Linked DNA regions of Rattus norvegicus: region 2 is linked to region 1. The links are chromatin contacts, called in public Hi-C maps. All regions are on one chromosome and are shown on one strand. The core of a region is the stretch at or near the end of the contact, and the rest is flanking DNA. Distances in the headings are between cores, read along the strand shown.

Region 1 (4,442 bases), core at 377-2,876:
GCTAATTGTTTACCCTATCTCGTCTCAGTTTTCTGTCTACCACAGTAAATTCTCTCAGGATTCTATGAGATCACATCTAATTACATTGACTGAAATCCAGCCAAGAGGCATGATCCTTGTCAGAGATTATGAATATGGAACCATTATCTGGAAACTGGGAACAGTCCCAGGAAGCAGCGACCAGCCATCGAGCTGAGAGAACAAAGCAGCTGCCCTTATGGGGATGTAGAAGTTCGACGAATGTCTCTACGGAATGAAATGGTCACATCTCCAACCGGAAGGAAGTTTGCTGCTGGGTTGGGTAGGTGAGGGGGATTGTGGACTTCTTAGGGGGAGATGGGAAAATCTGTCCTCCAGACCCAGTTGATGCTGCTTCTAGAAGTGAAGGTGACAGAGAGGCTGGGGGTGACTTGGTGGTGGCTGGTTTTAACTGTCAATTTGATGAAGTCTTGAACTACCTGGGAGGAGAGTCTCAGTGGGATGTGCTCTTGGTCAGGTTGGTCTGTGGGACGTAGGTACCTTGATTGGGTTGATTGAGGTGGACATTTCATAGACTGGACCCTGGACTGATGGGAAAACGAGAGAGAGCTGGTGGGTGCCGGTAGGCGGGCGTGTATCCTTTTCTCTGCACGCTGAACTGAATGTGACTAGGGGCTTCTAGTCCCTGCAGCCTTGGCTTCTCTGCTATAACAAACTTCACATTGTGAACTAAAATAAACCCTTTCTCCATGAAGTTGCTTTTGTCAGGATACTCTACCGGGACAACAGGAAACGGAACTAAGAAGGGGGAAATCCTCTCTCCCTTCCTGTCTTCTGCAATTGCTCTGTTTTTGGAAGCCTCACAGAGGTAGCTGGCACTGCATACATGCTGTTGCCTGAGTCCTAGCTTCAGAATCATGTAGCCCAGGTTAGACAGCTTGAAATGGATGCTGGGGAGATGGCACAGAGGTTAAGGCACAATTCCAACCCTGGAAGGCGGAGACAGTAATCTGACGAGGGAGAGTAGTAGTCTGGCCATATGGGCAAGCTCTGGATTGACTAAGAGACCCTGCCTCGTTGAGTGCAGTGGAAGAGTGAGCAGTGGTTCTCCCCATCAGTGTCCAGCCTCCATACACATTCACTCCTACACTCGTGTGCCCACACACGTGCAAACATGCACACACATACAAAATACCAGACCCATAAGAGAAAAAAAGAAAGGGAAAGAGTAGACTTGGTACAGAAAAATAAGTTTAACCAATGGCACAGTGCAGAGCATTTAATGCTTAGAAAACCTATCTGATTTCTATTCTTCCTCACGGGACCTGACCCAGTCCTGTACATGGTATCTATCTGCCGAATTCCTGTAAGACAAACGTAGATGAAGTGCCTGGATTGTCAACAAATTGAACAAAGCAAACGAAACAGGCTAAACATTACCTCTCGTGTGTAAAACATCTAAGACTGAACTCTTAACCTGCTTCTCTTCTCTTCCCCAAATATCTCCCTCCCTCAGGCTTCTAATGTGTAACGCAAAGTACATCATCCCCCTGATCTCCCGCCTTCCCACTGTAGAGGAGACTCCTCCCACTCACCCCTGCCCGTGTTCAGGGCCAGCCTGTAGAGCCCGCCCAGAGCCACGCTGTTCCTTCCTGTTCGTTTGGTTTCAGTCACATGGGCCTCTTCTCTGTTCTTACCACCGCACAGTGCTTTCTTCCCTTGGGTCTTCAGGCTGTCTGTCCTTCATGCAAACCACTGTGCCCTGTCTCTTATAAGGACATTGTCTCTAAACACTCAGAGCTCAGTGATTTCAGAAAGGCTTTCCCTGGTACCACTGCGACTGTAGTTGCCCCAACTGTTCCCCTCATAGCATGAAACACACAATGGTGTTACCTCTCTTTTTCATTTGCTGTTTAATTAGTTTATGATAGTTTCAGATAATTGTTTCAGATAATTATCTCCCTTTACCTCCTATCTACCCAAGTGAGTTTCAGGAGGGCAAAGGCCTCTGGTATCTTGTCCTCTTCCAAAAGCAGCTGATAGGTCAAAGTATAGTATCTGATGAATCAATAGATGGGTTATGGAAAGACCGAGTAAATAAATGTAGACACAAATAGGACAGAACCTGACCACCAGGGCCAACAGTTAAATGGGGAAGTGTATGCAGCAGTCCTTCTGTTGTTGTTATTGTCACTGCAATAAACCTGTAGGGGGTAAAAAAATATTTTAGCCCACAGCTTCTAAAGTTCTGAGGGCTCACATCCGATGGCGGCTTTGGTGAGCATCCAGTCAGCACATACATCACAACATCACATGGTATAAGGCTGGGCGTGTGTGTGTGTGTGTGTGTGTGTGTGTGTGTGTGTGTGTGTGTGTGTCTCCTCTGATCTTTTTTCCTACCTCTCTTAGAAAGCCACCACAATTCCACCAGGAGGGATTCATCTTGATGACTTTCTTGAGTCCTAATCCTTTCCAAAGGCCCCACCTTTAAATATCGTAGTTGGATTAAGTCCCTGTCCGTTGAAAGCCTTCCTTTGGGGGCTTAAATTTGAACACGTTGGGAGCTACTCAAACCATACTCAAGCCAAAGCAATGGACATTCGCTCCCAGTTCGCAGTCACTTCCTCTGCCAAGCCAGAAGCACACGGTGTCTTTAAGATAATTATCCTTAAATAAGGCAGTTCGTAAATTAGACCACTCATTACAGGGTCAGCGATGAAATGTTTAGAGCCTTAATCTTCTCATCCTCAAACTCCCCCACTTCAAACACTCAAACACTAAACTCTTCTGCCAGGATATATATATATATAATATATATATACATAATAGATAGATATAGATATAGATATAGATATAGATATAGATTAGATATAGATATAGATCTCCACAGCCAATTCGACACTGGTAAAATTCAAGATTCTGTGCAGATAAAAATAATCATGAGTCCTAATTCTTTCCCTCGTGTCATACCTTGAGCCACCTTCATGCTCAGATTCCTAAGATGCAAACCTGGTCGTATCACTCCATTAAAATTACTGCAAGAGTTCCCAAGGCTCCTTCTTACGATGCGCTCACTCATTCAACAGATACTTGTTGAATGGTGGGCTCTGTGCAGAGCAATGAATGAACAGAGAACCGAGCCAGATCCTGTCCCGAGCGGCTCTAGTGTGTTAGGACACCGAGGCCTAAACAAGCACACGAGACATAAAGTGCTAAGTGCAGAGAGGAGCTTACGCAGGGAATCTTAGGGAAGGACAGGGGACACAACGTTCCAGAACTGACAGAAGCCAGACCTGAGAGACAGTTAGGTGTTAGCCAGAAAGAAGGAACAGCATGTATGGGTCATTCTGAGCTTGAGGACATGGAAATGGTCCCTGCATAGCTGGAATGTGGTGTGAAGGAGAGAGAACAGAGGGGACAAGCCTGCAGGATAACGGAGGTAAGGATCTACAAGAGATCAGGTAGGATTTGGAATTTTTTTTTCCCTTGGTAAAAGAAGTCACTGATATATTTTAGTCAAAAGTAGCTTTAAGAGATAAAAATAGGGCCGAGTGCTGGTGGCACAGGCCTTTAATCCCAGCACTCAGGAGGCAGAGGCAGGCAGATCTATGAGTTCAAGACCAGGCTAGTCTACCTAGCGTGTTCCAGGACAGAGAGGAATGCATAGAGAAACCCTGTCTTGAAATACAATATATCAATCAATCAATCAATCAATCAATCAATCAATGACTGGAAAGATGACTCAGTAGTTTAGAAAGTGTACTACCCACATACAAGACTTGAATTAGTTCTTAGTACCCATGTCAAGTGGCCTACAACTTCCTATAATTTAGTTCCAGGGGAGATGACACTTCCCGCCTTCAAGAGCTCCAGCATCCATGCAGTACCACACACTGGTACGTAAAAACAACAACATCAAATTGAGACATTCTTGGCTGGGTGTGGAAACAAAGTATTTTTGTTGGGTAGAGGCAGGGATCACAGACCAAGGCAAAGTCGTTTAGCTGTTAGGGATGAGAGCAGGCAGGAGGCAGAAGAAGGAGAGCGTGAGAAATGGTGGCGCCCTTCTGGCTTGGGAATGAGGTTACAGATGCTACCGGTCACTAAAATGAGTAACCCTGGAAGAGCAGAGGGGTACATGGAAGGGAAGGAGTTAAGCTTTGGTGTTTGCTCTTCAAGGTCTCCCAGCCAGGAAGTGTTCCTATCAGCCCCACAGCACTGATGTCTTCTGCCGGGACCAGCATTCACCTGCGGGGCTGTTTGCCCCTAACCTAAAATCAAACACCAACGAGCACACGAGCACACGCCCCTCCTACTTTTACTATCACAGTCCCCTGAGGGATTGTTCATATTTGCTCTCTCCATTTTCTACCTCCCATGTTCCAGACTCCATCCCAGAGAGTTCCTCATCACTCAAGAGCAGTCCCCAAATGAGCTCTACAGTGCTAAACCCACGTAGGTCT
Region 2 (4,526 bases), core at 145-2,644, 210 kb before region 1:
AAAGGTCAAAGAAAGCTTATTAAATGCCCAACCAGACTGGGAAGGTGATGGTATGTTGGGGCAGGGCACAGATCAAGCAGAAGTAGACTTTTCATGCCTGTCTACAAAGGCCCATGTAGAACTAGTTTTCCCAAGCAACAGCCATGGGGTTTCAGTTTCCAGGGAAACAACACCAACAGTGGTTACCTAGGAAGCATAGACTCGGCTATCCCCCTGGTTTAGATCCCTTGGGGTCATCTCTTTCGATCTGGAGACTGTCCAGGTTAGGGACATCTTAAAGCCTCGACCCCTGAGCTCTGTCAACCTCCCTGATCCCCAGAGCAGAACAAACCTGTCTTCCTTGTTTCATGATGGTGGGGTTGGCAGCAGTGTGGCGCTGGTTGGAGCTGACAAATCCACTGGTGCCCAAGAGACCAAGGCGGGCAGAAGGGACGTTCCGAGATGCGATCTGGTACTGTCGTGGGTTCCGTCTACCCATGCCACTGCCCACAGAGCTGGCCGTCGGGAGGGAGTTGGACTGTCCAAAGCCACGACTGTGAAAGCAAAGAGAAGGGATCCAGAGGCATGCTCTAGCCCTACACAGCCCAGGCTGCCTGCCAGTGGGGGCCTCTTTGGGACTGACAGTTAAGTGGCTTGGGGGTGCCAATAATAGGCTATGATTGAAACTGTACCTCATATCTAAAACAACAGCACATGCTAGATGTTGGAGCCTGCACACTACTCTTAGTCCACACGACAACCCTAGGAAGTAAGCTTCCTAATCTTCACAGAGAGAAAAACCCAGAACGCTTGAGAATTTTGACATCGCCACACAGCCAGCAGGGGGCAGCACTCAAATATGAACCCAAAAGGGGAGACCATTCTCCTGCGTTCTCCTATTCTTGTCTCAGCCAACCTGTGGGTCTGTGCATGAGGGCATGGCGCCTTTCAAGAAGCCACAAAGCAAAAATAGTCGAATCAGTATCAGAATGGGATCTGATTCCGTTTGTAATCTTCTCCTTCTTCCCCTATAGCATGGTTCATTTCTTATCAGGTTGTCGGTGAGCAGTCTTGGATGGAGGGCCCGATTGAAATATGAGCTCTGTAAGAAAGGACTGCGTGTGTCTTCCTCAGCCCCTAAGGCCCAGCCCCGAGGCAAGGAGACAGCGTTTTGCACAGTATATGCTGTTTGAAAGTGGGCCATTGTGATATTTCTCCAAATGAGAGGCCACTGGTGTGTGTGGCTGACTCACACACACCCAGGATAGTCCGGTCTCATCGTTCCCCAGACCTTTCCTGCAGGGCGGGCCTCACCAGGGCTGGCAAGACTTCGCTTTTCAGGTCCACACAGGAGACTGCTCCCAGTGGGGTCAGATGAGCTCAGCGGAGAAGCCTCCACCAGCCCCGGGCTTCTGGGAGGCTTCAGGAACCGGCGCATTCTTTCCAAGGGAGTCAGGGAGCTTTAGTTATTCGGGAGCGTGGAGAGGACATGCGTTGCAGGCAACGGCCACTAGATGGAGCAGGGTCGCTTGGTTGCCAAGCTGGGGAGTTTTCTCTAAGCTTGTGAGGAGCCCCTGTCGATGAGCTGACTTAGCTTAGCCGGTGGAGGTCCAGGGGGCCCTTCACAGCAGTCACTTCCTGAGCCAGAGCCGGTTGTGTGTGGGTGTGGGGGAGGTGGTGCTTGAGGTGGCAGTGTAAAAACTCCCAGAGTTTCTAAATTTCTTAGGGAGAGAAGGTTCAGGAAAGGAATCCAGGGAGTCTATCTTCTTCCAGGCTTTTGTGGCCAAGAAAGGTGTTCTAGATTCCATTCTGAAGAGGAGGTTCTTCTTCTCTTGGCTTCTTGGTCTCTTTGTTTAATCTCATCTCCCCTTTCCTCACTGAAGACTGAAAATCAGGGTGAGGCGAGCTAAGAGTGCTTCCATGCAACCAGAGACGCCAGGGAGGTAACTTGAAAAAGTAGCAGCAGGTAGGGATTCCGGCTCTCAGCTGTTAAGAACTGGTCCTCGGGCTTCGGAAGTCAGAATTTGGGCCTCCTGGCAGATAGACGATCAGTATCTGCTAAGACTCCCCAACCCCTTATTTAGTGTGAATAGATTTTTCTCACTTCCCTCTTTGGCTGGATTTTTAGAAGGCAAAACAGTAGTGGATGAATGTCGTGCTAAAATGATTTGTTCTTCCACGAAAGCAACAATGTAGCTTGTAAAAAAATTTTCTGAGACAGGGTCTCACTAGGTAACGAAAGCTAGCCTCAAACTATCCTGTCTCAGCCACCCAAGTGTCTGGGACTACCCAGAAAATCAGACCTGGATCAAGACTGTATTTCCTAGCTACATAAAGGGCAGAGGGGCTCTGTTAGGGGCAGCCATTGAAGAATGGAGAAGCTTGAGATTCCTAACTCAGCTGTTTGGGAGAAGGGAGGAAAGCCCAGAATATTCCAGGGTCTGGGGTGGTGGTGGTTACAGCACAGTGGAGGCAGAATTTAAGAGGCCATCTTTTTCCTGGTGGTGGAGTCCTGCTGTGGGGTCCTGAAAAGGTTACTTTTACAAAGCCAGGTTTGGCAAGAGAGTTGCTGCTGCTGCTGGGAGCTGGAGTGAACTCTGAGGTCAGTTAGGAGCGCTCAGCTTAAGGAAGGAGATTGCTCTGCTTCCCAAGGAAAACCAAAGAGCAAATGAAGCTCCCATCCTCAGACCCGCTCCCCTCCCCCTCCCCCGAGCCCCGGATGCCTCACCTTCTCCCCTTTATGAGTCTAACTGATTTCCTTTCCTTGAAACGCATGGAAAGTCTTTGATAAAAATAACATTAGTAAGAAGCAATTAATTTGGGATTTGAGAGATAATTTAAAGCAGGGGCTTGCCTGCGGTTACTCTTGTATGGGAGAAACTGTTTTTCAAAAACAAATTAACAGTGTAAAAATATCCCCGAGGTGGTGCAGGGAACAGAATGTGTTTCATGGGTTTGGCACCACCTTTTTGCACATCCATAACTGGTCGATGAATTCATTCTTATCTAGTCAATAAAAAGACTCAGATGTGGCAGACCTCAGGCTAGCCCCGACCTAGCTAGCATGGGCTGATAAGTCTGTAAAGGCTCAAGCCCTGATCAGGCTTCTCCCACAAGGCAGACAGAGGCAGGGGATGAGCTGCTGGTGAGAGGAGCTTAAAAGCCATATCTTCAATTTCTACTTCAGAATGACTTCCTCTAGGGTCTGTCTGGTAGGGCAACTGGATCTGGAGACCACCTCGCCTGGGAGTGGGAGTATTTATCACCCACAGAAATGGGAGAGCTTGGTGGCAGTGGCAGCCCAAGGCAGTTGAGGAGCGGGTCTTGTTTTGCATCCAGGCAGCTGATGCAAAACTGACCTGCAGCCCATCGGAGTAGGCCTATCCTCTCTATACATCAGGCTGCGACCAGAGCGGTCGCCTGGCTCTGCGGTGGTGAGGAGCGCTGATTTGGTGCCCAACACTGGCTAGCTTGCTCCACGTCCTGGGCGCCTCTGCCTATCCATTTATCTGTAAACTAAGGTTAATAATAGCAATTCTGCTTCATAGGGCTGTTGTGAAGCTGGAATGAACGAATATATTTTTAGTGCTCAGAAACCACTGGGCTAACTAAATGTTTGCATAATAAATAACAGTGCCTCGTAGTAGAATGTGATAGCATCTTAATTTTTAAGTAAATCTGTCACATTTCACAAACTCCAGCTGGCCTTATTTCCTTCAAGCGGTAAGGCATACTTATGCAAATGAGCCCCCACCCCCACCCCCAATTTAACAGCACAGCTTCCGGACAGGCACTAAGAAATGAATTTCGGAACCTGTTAGGTGCAGGGGAGAAATGAATATTTAATCTGTTTACGTTTGGGGATGTAACAAAATGGCGGTTCTCTGTAGGATATGGGCATGATCACATTCTCCAATCCTCTCGTGCTTGAGCCAGCCCCCCGCCCCCCCCCCCCGTCCGACATTTCTACGACAACAACGTAACCTTCACTTCAGACTTCCCATGCCCCAGCCACGTTAAGGTGACACGTTCTCAAGTGTGACCAGGCTGGTTTTTGACGGCATCCAAGGAGCTGAGCTACGATGAAAAAAAAATCAAGAATGGTCCTGCCCCGCTATTAGACTGCAGCTCAGACCAAAATAGACAAGCACTGGGCTGTTCACCCTGCCACCAACTATAATTAGCTTGTCTGCAGCTAGAAGGGAGAAAGGCATTACACTACCACTTAAGGTACTGATAGAAGAGCCCGCTCAGGTCCTCTCAGAGCCCCTGAGTTTTGCTGGCATCCATTACATCATGAGCTCATGCTTCTCCCATCTAGACCAGTATCACCATTCTGACCATGAACATCGAGGTACAGCTGTTCTGATTCAGCTCTTCCTGTGGCAATGCTCTTCCTACCAGCCTTTCTCCCAACACAGCCTGTTTAAGGCAGTGTGATCTGGAACTCTCCACAGGGTGTCCTCATGAAGGAGGAGTGATGCCCTGCTATACTCCCGCCTAGAACTGAGGCAGGCAGCAAGGTACAGGGAGCCACCGTGTATTAC

What was found. A called contact is a pair of places that touch in the nucleus more often than the background predicts.
Region 2: a contact with region 1 is called in a Hi-C map of liver, with 4 times the contacts expected there. The contact joins two enhancer-like sites. A contact is called at or near these places in 12 of 12 Hi-C or Micro-C datasets (the A7r5 cell line, the Rat2 cell line, Schwann cells and 7 more) and 1 of 1 datasets of contacts at active chromatin or transcription factors (oligodendrocytes).

Annotation. Positions count from the first base shown.
Region 1 is chr15:22,600,050-22,604,491 of GRCr8, reverse strand. No RefSeq gene overlaps it. Among named protein-coding and RNA genes, the nearest start is that of Cgrrf1, 34 kb to the right of the region's middle. Within about 2 kb of position 1,626, at least 6 of the 93 cell types and tissues checked have an H3K27ac peak or open chromatin away from gene starts, as enhancers often do. A contact at or near this core is called in liver, where this site is marked.
Region 2 is chr15:22,809,354-22,813,879 of GRCr8, reverse strand. It overlaps Samd4a (sterile alpha motif domain containing 4A), which reads right to left. Exons shown (of 12, transcript NM_001399774.1): 9 at 332-533. Among named protein-coding and RNA genes, the nearest start is that of Samd4a, 84 kb to the right of the region's middle. Within about 2 kb of position 1,394, at least 21 of the 93 cell types and tissues checked have an H3K27ac peak or open chromatin away from gene starts, as enhancers often do. A contact at or near this core is called in liver, where this site is marked.